Linked DNA regions of Sus scrofa: all the other regions are linked to region 2. The links are chromatin contacts, called in public HiChIP or PLAC-seq maps. All regions are on one chromosome and are shown on one strand. The core of a region is the stretch at or near the end of the contact, and the rest is flanking DNA. Distances in the headings are between cores, read along the strand shown.

Region 1 (3,174 bases), core at 465-2,964, 360 kb before region 2:
CCTGGGGAGAGCCCGGCTTTAGGCTGCCTGGGACTTGCGGTGGAAAATCAGCTGCACGGGCACAAACCCGGCCCTCCTGGAACTTGGAGCCGTTAGAAGGTGGGAACTGCAGAACGTGAGAAAGCGCTCCAGCGGGCAAAATTAGAAAAGACGTCGAGAAGGGGGTGACATGGGGATCTTACAGGATGGAAAAACCGGAACATGCGGAGTTGGGGGAAAAGCATTCCCAGGAGAGGGAGCAGAGAGGACAGAGTAGGGGGCGGTTCTGTCTGGCAGGAGCACAGGTGAGGGGGAGGTGGACAAGGAGAAGAGGCTATGGCATTGCCTGGGGCAGGTGCTGCGCAAGACCGTGAATGCCAAGCCAAGGCGTTGACTCCCCCCACTGTGGTCCGGGTGCAGCCCACCCCCTCCCTTCAAGGATCTTTCTGTACCCCGCCCCCCCCATAGGCGCCCCCAGGAGGCATCTGTGAACTCCAGCCTGGGAGTTCATGGAAGCCTAATGGGCCACCCCTTTGAAGCCATCTGTGTTTCCAAAACTGCACCTACTCTGCCCATTCCCGCTCCCAAAGGAGTGAAAGGAGGAAGTTCAGGCCTTGTGCAGGCTGTTGGGGGGGCATCTGCTGATAGAAGGGTGAAGGGCTTAGCCCCAGGCATGCGCAGCTGCCCCCAGGGTTGGAGGTCACCCCCACTGCCCCTGCCACCCCCCTGCAGCCTGCAAGTGGCGGGTCTCACCCCTGCACTTTCCCCAGCTAATCCAAGCCACACAGAGAGCAGCCAGCCAGCCAGCGGGTCTTGTTTCACTGGAATGTTGGCATCCAACTTGAGATCGGAAATGAACTCATTATCTGATTATTTTTATTTATGAAAATGTAACTGTTCTGGGAGAGGTCTTTCTTGAATAGTCTTCTCAGTGGATGAGTAATGCTCTCCCCTTTATAGACACACACGCTCAGACACACATGTTCAGGCACATACACGCACATACTCAGATATTCCGAACCCCACCCACTTGAGACATGCACACACACGCACACACACACACACACACACACACATGCCACAAACACATTACACACATAATACACACTCAGGGAGCCATATGTTCCAGTAGATACCTACTTTCAGGTACAACGCAGTCACATGGAGACATATGTTCTGGGTCCAATAAGCTCCTTTGAGGGCAGGGACTTTGTCTTTTTTATTCACTGGTACATAATAGGCCATCAAGAAATATTTGCAGAATGAATGGCTAAGCAATAGATGAAAACACACACACACACACACACACACACACACACACGCATGCATGCCTGCACAGCCTCTCTCCTTTCCTAGAGAACCACAAAGTCAGAGAATCATTAATTCCACAGCCCGAAGTCTTGACACAATGAACCACACCTAGTATTAGTGGAGAACACACCATCCAGAGCCTTCCAAGGGAGATGTCCATCGCCAGTTCCCAGGAGGCCGAGGCAGCTCTTCCCCTGACCCGCAAGGCCTCACCAGATGTGTAAAGCCATCTTATCCTCCCAGCCTGGCCAGTCTGGATCTAAAGCGATGTTCTATTGAGAAAGCCTGAGGTGCTGATGCAGGGCAAACTGTTTTCCAGGAATGTTCTCTGAAAACACTCGCTACGCTCACTCACTCACCCACCCACGCTGGCTCAGGGGCAGGCCCCGGCACGGGGTCTTGGGCAATGCCAGCCCCCAGGCTCTGTCTCTCTCTTTCTCCCTCTCTCTCTTTTTCCTTCAGCCATGGCCATGACTCAGGCTGTCCAAAGCCTGTGAATGTCTCCCTGGGAGGAGACTTGGCCAGAGACAGGGCTGCTGGCCAGGCAGGGGGTGGCCTGGAGTCTGAGCTCAGGGTGGAGCATTCTGCAGGACCCTGACCCTGACCTCCTTGTCCCTAAAGGCCTCCTCCATAGAGAGGGCAGCCTGCACAATCAAAGGAGTGCTGGGCTGGAATGAGGCTCGCCTGAGCTGACCATTCTGCTGGCCCCATACTGGCCATGTGACTTTGAACAGGTCATTAACCCTGGAGCAAAAGGTCCACCAGCATCATAGGCAATCACATGCTTCCAGCCTCGCTGCCCTGGGCCTCACCCTCCCCTGACCTCCCTTCCAGCCCAGGACACATTGAGATGCAGCCACATAATGGATACATATATTCACATACATGGTGACCAAACACAGCAAGAGTGGAGTTCCCTGGTGGCTCTGTGGGTTAAGGACCTGGCATCACTGCTGTGGCTCGGGTTTGCTCCCTTGCTCAGGAACTTCCGCATCCCATGAGTGCGGCCAAAAAAAGAAAAGAAAAAAACCCTCAACTCCTTCTGGAGCCATTCAGGCCTCTTCAAGGGACTCTGTCAAAGTACAGGGCCCTCCGGGGTGGGTCGGCCCGTTCCTCACACCCTGCAGTGTGCAGGAGCTGCCTACCCTTCTCTAGAAGCTGCACCTGGGAGGTGGGAGGACACTGAGAGGAAGGGACAACTTGCTTTGCTAACATTGCTGTGTCCAAAGGCCTAGCCAGTGAGAAAGAAGGATTGTGATCTCTTAAAACTCTGAGCCCCCCAGCAATGCCACTCCTAGTTATACACCGAGGAGAATCAAATGCCCAAGTCTATGAAGACGTGTGTACACTAATCCTCTATGCACAGTACCTCAAACGGAAACAACCCGAATGTCCATCAATAGGAGAAGGGTAAACACACTGAGATGCATCCACATACTGGATACATACATTCACATGCATAGCGACCAAACACAGCAAGAGTGGAGCTCCCTGATGGCTCTGTGGCTTAAGGATCTGGCATCACTGCTGCAGCTCGGGTTTGCTCCCTGGCTCAGGAACTTCCCCATCCCATGAGTGTGGCCAAAAAAAAAAAAGGGCAGAAAACAAATAAATCAAAAAAAACCACAAGAACTTCTGCTACACAAAAAACAGCATGGATGAATCTCCCAGATGGGATGTTGAGGAAAAGAAGCCAGAGACCGTTTGTAGAAAGTCAAGAACCGTCGAAATGAAACGATGGCGATAGAAGTGAGACCCCTGGTGACTCTAGGGATGGTGTTTACTGGGAAGGGGCCCAGGAGACCTTCCAAGGCACCAAAATGTTCCGTCTCTTCGTCTGGTGGTCCCATGGGCACAGCTATACACTTGAGCTCTTTAACTCTA
Region 2 (2,991 bases), core at 381-2,880:
TGAGTTTAGTTATTCAGTGGTTGAGGAACCAGTCAACAAGGCATCATTATCACTAGCATTCTTACAGTGCCCACCATATATACACAGACTAGAAGGAAAAGGCTCCACCCTCAGGGAGTTAATATTGTAGGGGACAGGTATATAAACATTTTGACCAAAAGTGGCATAATTAAATAAACTACAGCTAAAAGAACCATAACAAATAATGGCAAGTGTAAGACACTCAAAGTTTCGCAAAGCAAATCCAGTGGATGCTGCCAAGAAATATACCCTTTAAGGATTAAACAGAGAATAAAAGCATTGTCTATGTAATGAGATATACCAACCTTCAGATTACTGAAATAAAAACTCTTACCAAAGATGCTCATCACATTAAAAAATTAACTTCTTAATGCCTTCATTTCACTTTTTAGCTTTTACTCAAAACAATTACGTGACTATTCCATTTCCCTCTTTCTAGGAAAGCTATATATTTTGTAACCTTCCTTATTTGAGAGGAATGAAGTTATAATGGGGTTGCCATAAGCATGCTGTGGCAAAGAGACTAGGACTATGTGCTTTTATGTGCTACTCTTCCACCCTGTTTCAGATGTAACCTATGCAAAATGAATCTGATCATTTTCTCCTGTACATAGTAAAACTTGTATACACATCCAAGAATCATTCTCTTCATAAAAAGTAAAAGAGAAAAAAAGCATTTCTTCATTTTTTGAATTCAGCTTTAAACATCAATTTCACTTGCTTGATAAACCTCATACCGTATTTTATTTACACTACTTATCATGGCCTTACATTATAATATGACCAAACTGTTTTAAACCTTAGCACAACTGAATTATTAACAAAATAAACAAACCTAAAAAGAAACACATATCAGCGATTTCAACCTAGTGACAGGAAGAATTTATTTAGGAATCAGCTAAATAGTAAAAATCATCTTTTTACTAATCATCCTTTCAAAGGAATAATGTGATCGTTATGAAAAATACAACTCAGCTGAAAAAAAAAAAAACTTCTCTAGCCTTTCCTTAATATACTCAAGGGATTCACACATTTATAGCCAACTGCTTTCCATTTAAATATTTATTGAATTTTATAGGGTGATATGTAGCAATTTAAATGACAATTCAGAACTACCAGAAGGTTTCACCAGAATTACTTATAGTGTATTACAAAATTATTTCATGATATTTTCTAATTCCTAAGACCTAGTTCCATCATAAGAATATATATATATATATATATATATGCTTTTTAGGGCTGCAAATGTGGCGCATGGAAGATCCCAGGGTAGGGGTTGAATCAGAGCTGCGACTGCTGGCTTACACCACAGCCACAGCCATGCCAGATCCAAGCTGCGTCTGTGACCTCCACCACAGCTCATGGCAATGCCAGATCCTTAACCCACTAAGTGAGGCCAAGGATCAAACCAGCATCTTCATGGTTATCGGTTGGATTCATTACTGCTGAACCACAACAGGAACTGCCAAGAATACATATTTTAATAAACAACAGATTAAAACTGAAATTAAAAGTGCGATCATCCACTTTTTTAGGTAGGAGAGGAATGGAGCTTGATTTATCTCTAGTTCATCCAGAGGAAGACCACTGGGCCAAATCAGATCCTGAAGTTAAAAGTAATTAAGCATGCAGCGACAGTGACATCTAGTGTTAACTCATGCAAGCCACTAGACTACCATTAAAACCAGCCTAAGTACTAAAGAAACTATTCAAAGCTTCTCTTTAAAAACCACCAAACAGAACTTATGCATTGTATCTAAAAATTCCTCATAATCAAAGTGTTTCAGTAAGTTTTTTTCCAGACATTTAAAAAAAAAAACCTTAACAGAAAAACCTCTTAGGGAACAAACACAACAAAGACCTAAAAGTAAACAAGCACTGTTTATCCCGTGTGGCCAACATTTGCAACTGCTCACCTTGGTGAGAGCTTAATGCAATGTAATCTGGGGCGTGTTCTGATGAGCACATCATAAACATTTAAACTTCCAGTTACTATAAAAGCAACAATATGGCACGAGCCAGTACTTGATGACATATCAAGAAAAAGCAATTTAAGACATCTCGGGAATACTCGAAGAAGATGCAAATCAACAAAACTTTAGCTGTTGCACTGGGAAACGAGCTCTACATTTCAAGTCCTTGCTACCTTGCTATATTTTTGTTGCTCTGAAAGGTCCACTTATTTAAACAGTAGATATTTTTACCCAAGGGTTTAGAACTTGGCAGCATAGATTAATTTACTATAGTGTTTTTATAGTTATATACTCTAGAGGAATCTATAAAAGTAAGTGAAATTCCAAAAATTATTTTTGGCCACGACAATATTTTGTAAAAAGGGAAGTTAGCATTAGATGAAGCTTACCTATTTTTTTTGGAAAGTTCATCCTTTCCCTTTTTAACTCCAAATATCCTTGTGATCAAGGTACTGAAGAGAAGCGTGGATGAATTTCTCACCTAATGTAAAAATGTATATACAATAAAGGTTAAGACATATTCATGGCATAACACCAACATTTACAATGTTAAAACTAGATATTCAAAATCATTACCCAATTTCCTAGTGGAGGGCTAAAGGAGATATGGTCTCTATTCATAAAATAAGACAATTTTCACTAACTTTGTAGTAATTCCCTCTATGACTTCCTCTCAAACTGAGCTCTATAGTCTAACCACATCCACACAACACAGCTTTTTTCATACTTCTAATATTACCACCAACTGTTTTATTTCTTTGTGCTTATATCATCGAATAACACTTTAAAAAAAAGTTAATTTTTCCACAACATTTCTGATGATGAATAATACCCCAGTAAAAAGCTCAGCTCTCTCCATCTATTTTCTGTAGTCATCTGCCTATGAGAAAATATAAGACCTAACTCAAAGAACCCACATTATTAACATGGCCAGAAAAATATTTAATATCGTATCTAAAATGCTACTACCCGCACAATGCCAGTAACCTAATAATGT
Region 3 (3,127 bases), core at 508-3,007, 340 kb before region 2:
GGATGCCTTCCTGGCCTTAAAGATGGGACATTTCAGGCCGCCCAGAGAAATCTCTGTGACCTGAGGGGAGGGGAAATGTCCCCCTTTAATTGGCCCCTGTCGTGGGCTGTGCTGTTTTTTTGTTTTGTTTTGTTGCTTTTTAGGGCCGCACGCATGGTATATGGAGGGTCCCAGGCTACGGGTGGAATTGGAGCTACAGCCGCCGGCCTACACCAGAGCCACAGCAACTCAGGATCCGAGCCATGTCTGCAACCTACACCACAGCTCACAGTAACATCGGATCCTTAATCCACTGAGCAAGGCCAGGGATTGAACCTGCAACCTCATGGATCCTAGTTGGGCTCATTACCGCTGAGCCACAACAGGAACTCCTGGGCTGTGCCATCTTGACGAAGCTCCTCCCTCTCACCATGTCCCTGTGCCCCTCAGAGGAAACCATTGGCTGGGCCTTTGGGCCAGAGCTGGGCAGGTTCCCAGCACCCTTGATGTTTGCTTCCAATCCAAGAAAAAGCTAGGCTCCCCAGCTGGGAACTCCTGCCCTCCCCCTTCTCCTTTTCTTTTCTCCCCCCTCCCCCACCCTTGCACTTTCCCCCAGCACCCCCCCAACCCCAAGAAGTTTCCAAAGTGACCACATGTGGGCCCAAATCAAACCCTTGTCCTCAGGCCTCTGCTGGCACTTCTCCCAGATCGCCCACCTTCCTCCTCCAGCTCCGCAGCCCGGCCACCCTCCTCACCCCTGCCCCCGCCATTCCTCTTTGTGGACAACTTTCTAAATGCAGCCAAACTTCCCCTTTCAGTCCACAGCCCCCAGAAAACAGCTGCAAAAAGTCAGCGGCTCGGCAAGTTCTCTTGCAAAGTTTGGCCGAGAGTAACAGCCACTCGTTCTAGCCATTGCCACCCTCTCCCAGGCTCAGAAGGCCAGTCTCCCCCTCCAGGAAACAGTGAGAAGCCCCCGCTCCAGTACTGCTCCCGGGGTCACAGTCTCCCCAGCAATCTAATCTAGAGAGAACTCCTGAAAGGGGCCCGGCTGAGGGTAGCTGGGGGAAGTTGACCGCCCGAAACCTGACGGGTTTCCTGACCTTGCCCAAGCCCTCTGTGACCCTGGGCACCTCACTTACTCCCCCCACCACTGCCCCCCCACACCCAGGCACAGGCCTCTCCTTTGGAGAACAAGGGATGGATACATTGGTTGATTTTCCAGGCCCCTTCCAAGTCTGAAATTCCACACATGGGTCGTTTCTCCCTAGGGTGCCCAGGGATGGGAGAGAAGCTGTGCCCAGGGACACCCGTCTCACTGAGGGTGGTCTGACCAGGCCTCCGAAAATGCATTCTTCGTCCTCTCGGTGACAGTCGGCCCCCTGTAAAAGAGAGGCTCTCACGCCCGAGTCTGATCAGAATCACCTGGGAAAACCACACCATCTCCGACCCCAGCTACACTCCGGACCAAAGAAACCAGAATCTCAGCTCAGGGCCTGGTCCTCAGTCTGTTTGGAAGGTTACTCAGGTGATTCTGAATGAGCAGAAAGAGTTCAGAACCATTGTGGAAAAGGCATCTAGAAACGAAAGAGGAAGCTGTAAGCCAGAGATGCCACATCTGGGTGCCACCTTCTCTGCTGAGAAGCTCTTGAGGCCAGTGGGATGGACTCCGTGAGTAGCGAGGCTTGTCTGTCGTGGATGGGTGGGGAGGGCTGTGGACTGCCCCTGGGGCTGCCCCGCTGCACCCCCACCCTGGCAGGATACTAGGTTCAGGGCCAGCTACTGGGTGCTGGCTCACTGGCTTGCCTGCTCCCTACCAGGCCCCCAAGGCCTCCCTGTGCCCCTCCAAGGCAGATGGCCCCAGGACTGTGGTCCGGGCCCTGGAAACCAACCTCACAAGAGGCAGGAGGCCCCAGGGCAGCTCGAGCCCTCTGAGGGCTTTGTGTGGATTGAGAAAAGGAAAATAGAGAAGGGAAACCGAAGCAGGGCCGAAGGCAGTGAAGGAGAAAAAGACAAGAGAAAGGGGAAGGACTCTGAGGTCAGAGAGTCATGTGAATGGCATTTAGGGAACAAAGCCCCCACTGCCCTGCCCCCTGCTCCCCCTTCATCCATCATCCTCTGGGCCTGGTAAGAAGCACTCTTCTGCCAGGGCCCTGGGCGCAGAAAGCATTGCTGCGCACACAGAAAGCCCAGATCCAGAAATCTGCCAGTTCTGAGTCTGTGAGCCCTGTCCATCCTCCCTCTGGGCAGAGCTAGCAAAGCCCTCCCTACCTGGCACTCTCAGATCCCTGCCTCCTTGGCTCGCGGCAGCCAGGGTCTCTCATCAGACATTGGCCATCAAATCTGGCCGCTCCCAGACCAAAGTAAAGGCTCAATCCAACTCCCAAGACACTTGGCATCGTACCAAGGAGATCCAGGTAATGCTGGTGACTAGCTGTGACCTTGAGCAAACCACCTCCTTCCCCTCCCCAGGCCTCAAGTGCCTGATCTTGTCTGCCTTTCTCTGATGGCACATTTGGAAGGAAGGCATGTCTCTGTATCCCCAGGGGTCAAGAGCCTGGGCTCTGAAGACAGAGACCTGGGCTCATCTCTTGGCTCTGCCACTTGCTGGAGTTTTAATCTCTGTGCCTCCATGTCCTCACTTGGAAGGTGACAGTTAATAGATGGACGGCAGAACATGAGAAGACATCACAGGTCCAAACCAACATGGGTCTCATCTCTAGAATAGCTTTGTCCTTTTTTTTCTTTTTTTTTTTTTTTTTTCGTTTTTGGCTACCCCATGACATATGGAGTTCCTGGGCCAGGGATCACATCTGAGCTGCAGTTGCAACTTAAGCCACAGTGGCGGCAACGATGGATCCTTAACCCACTGTGCTGGGCTGGGGATCGAACCTGCATCCTAGCACTCCAGAGATGCCACAGATCCCATTGTACCATAGTGGAAATTCCAAAAACCACCCTTCACAAACCAAAGAAGGAGATGGCAGACTGAATGGAAAACTGAGCAAAGGATACAAGCAGGCAGTTAACAGCTGCAAGAACCAACGCGAACAGGGTACCGATTAATGTATCAGAGAGGGAGGTACAAGTGACGAATGGGACAGAAGGGATGGTGATTCCCACCCTAGGGGTGATTTTGCCCCCCCCCATC

The links. HiChIP or PLAC-seq counts read pairs in DNA pulled down with a chosen protein or histone mark.
Region 1: an H3K27ac HiChIP or PLAC-seq map of alveolar macrophages shows a contact between it and region 2. The contact joins two enhancer-like sites. A contact is called at or near these places in 1 of 47 Hi-C or Micro-C datasets (embryonic fibroblasts) and 2 of 2 datasets of contacts at active chromatin or transcription factors (alveolar macrophages and skeletal muscle).
Region 3: a contact with region 2 is called in an H3K27ac HiChIP or PLAC-seq map of alveolar macrophages. The contact joins two enhancer-like sites. A contact is called at or near these places in 2 of 47 Hi-C or Micro-C datasets (liver and retroperitoneal adipose tissue) and 2 of 2 datasets of contacts at active chromatin or transcription factors (alveolar macrophages and skeletal muscle).

Annotation. Positions count from the first base shown.
Region 1 is chr3:97,332,056-97,335,229 of Sscrofa11.1, reverse strand. No RefSeq gene overlaps it. Among named protein-coding and RNA genes, the nearest start is that of ZFP36L2, 130 kb to the right of the region's middle. Within about 2 kb of position 1,714, at least 23 of the 83 cell types and tissues checked have an H3K27ac peak or open chromatin away from gene starts, as enhancers often do. A contact at or near this core is called in alveolar macrophages and skeletal muscle, where this site is marked.
Region 2 is chr3:96,971,465-96,974,455 of Sscrofa11.1, reverse strand. It overlaps THADA (thyroid adenoma-associated protein), which reads right to left. Exons shown (of 40, transcript XM_021088406.1): 28 at 2,384-2,475. Among named protein-coding and RNA genes, the nearest start is that of THADA, 100 kb to the right of the region's middle. Within about 2 kb of position 1,630, at least 5 of the 83 cell types and tissues checked have an H3K27ac peak or open chromatin away from gene starts, as enhancers often do. A contact at or near this core is called in alveolar macrophages and skeletal muscle, where this site is marked.
Region 3 is chr3:97,307,716-97,310,842 of Sscrofa11.1, reverse strand. No RefSeq gene overlaps it. Among named protein-coding and RNA genes, the nearest start is that of ZFP36L2, 110 kb to the right of the region's middle. Within about 2 kb of position 1,757, at least 34 of the 83 cell types and tissues checked have an H3K27ac peak or open chromatin away from gene starts, as enhancers often do. A contact at or near this core is called in alveolar macrophages, where this site is marked.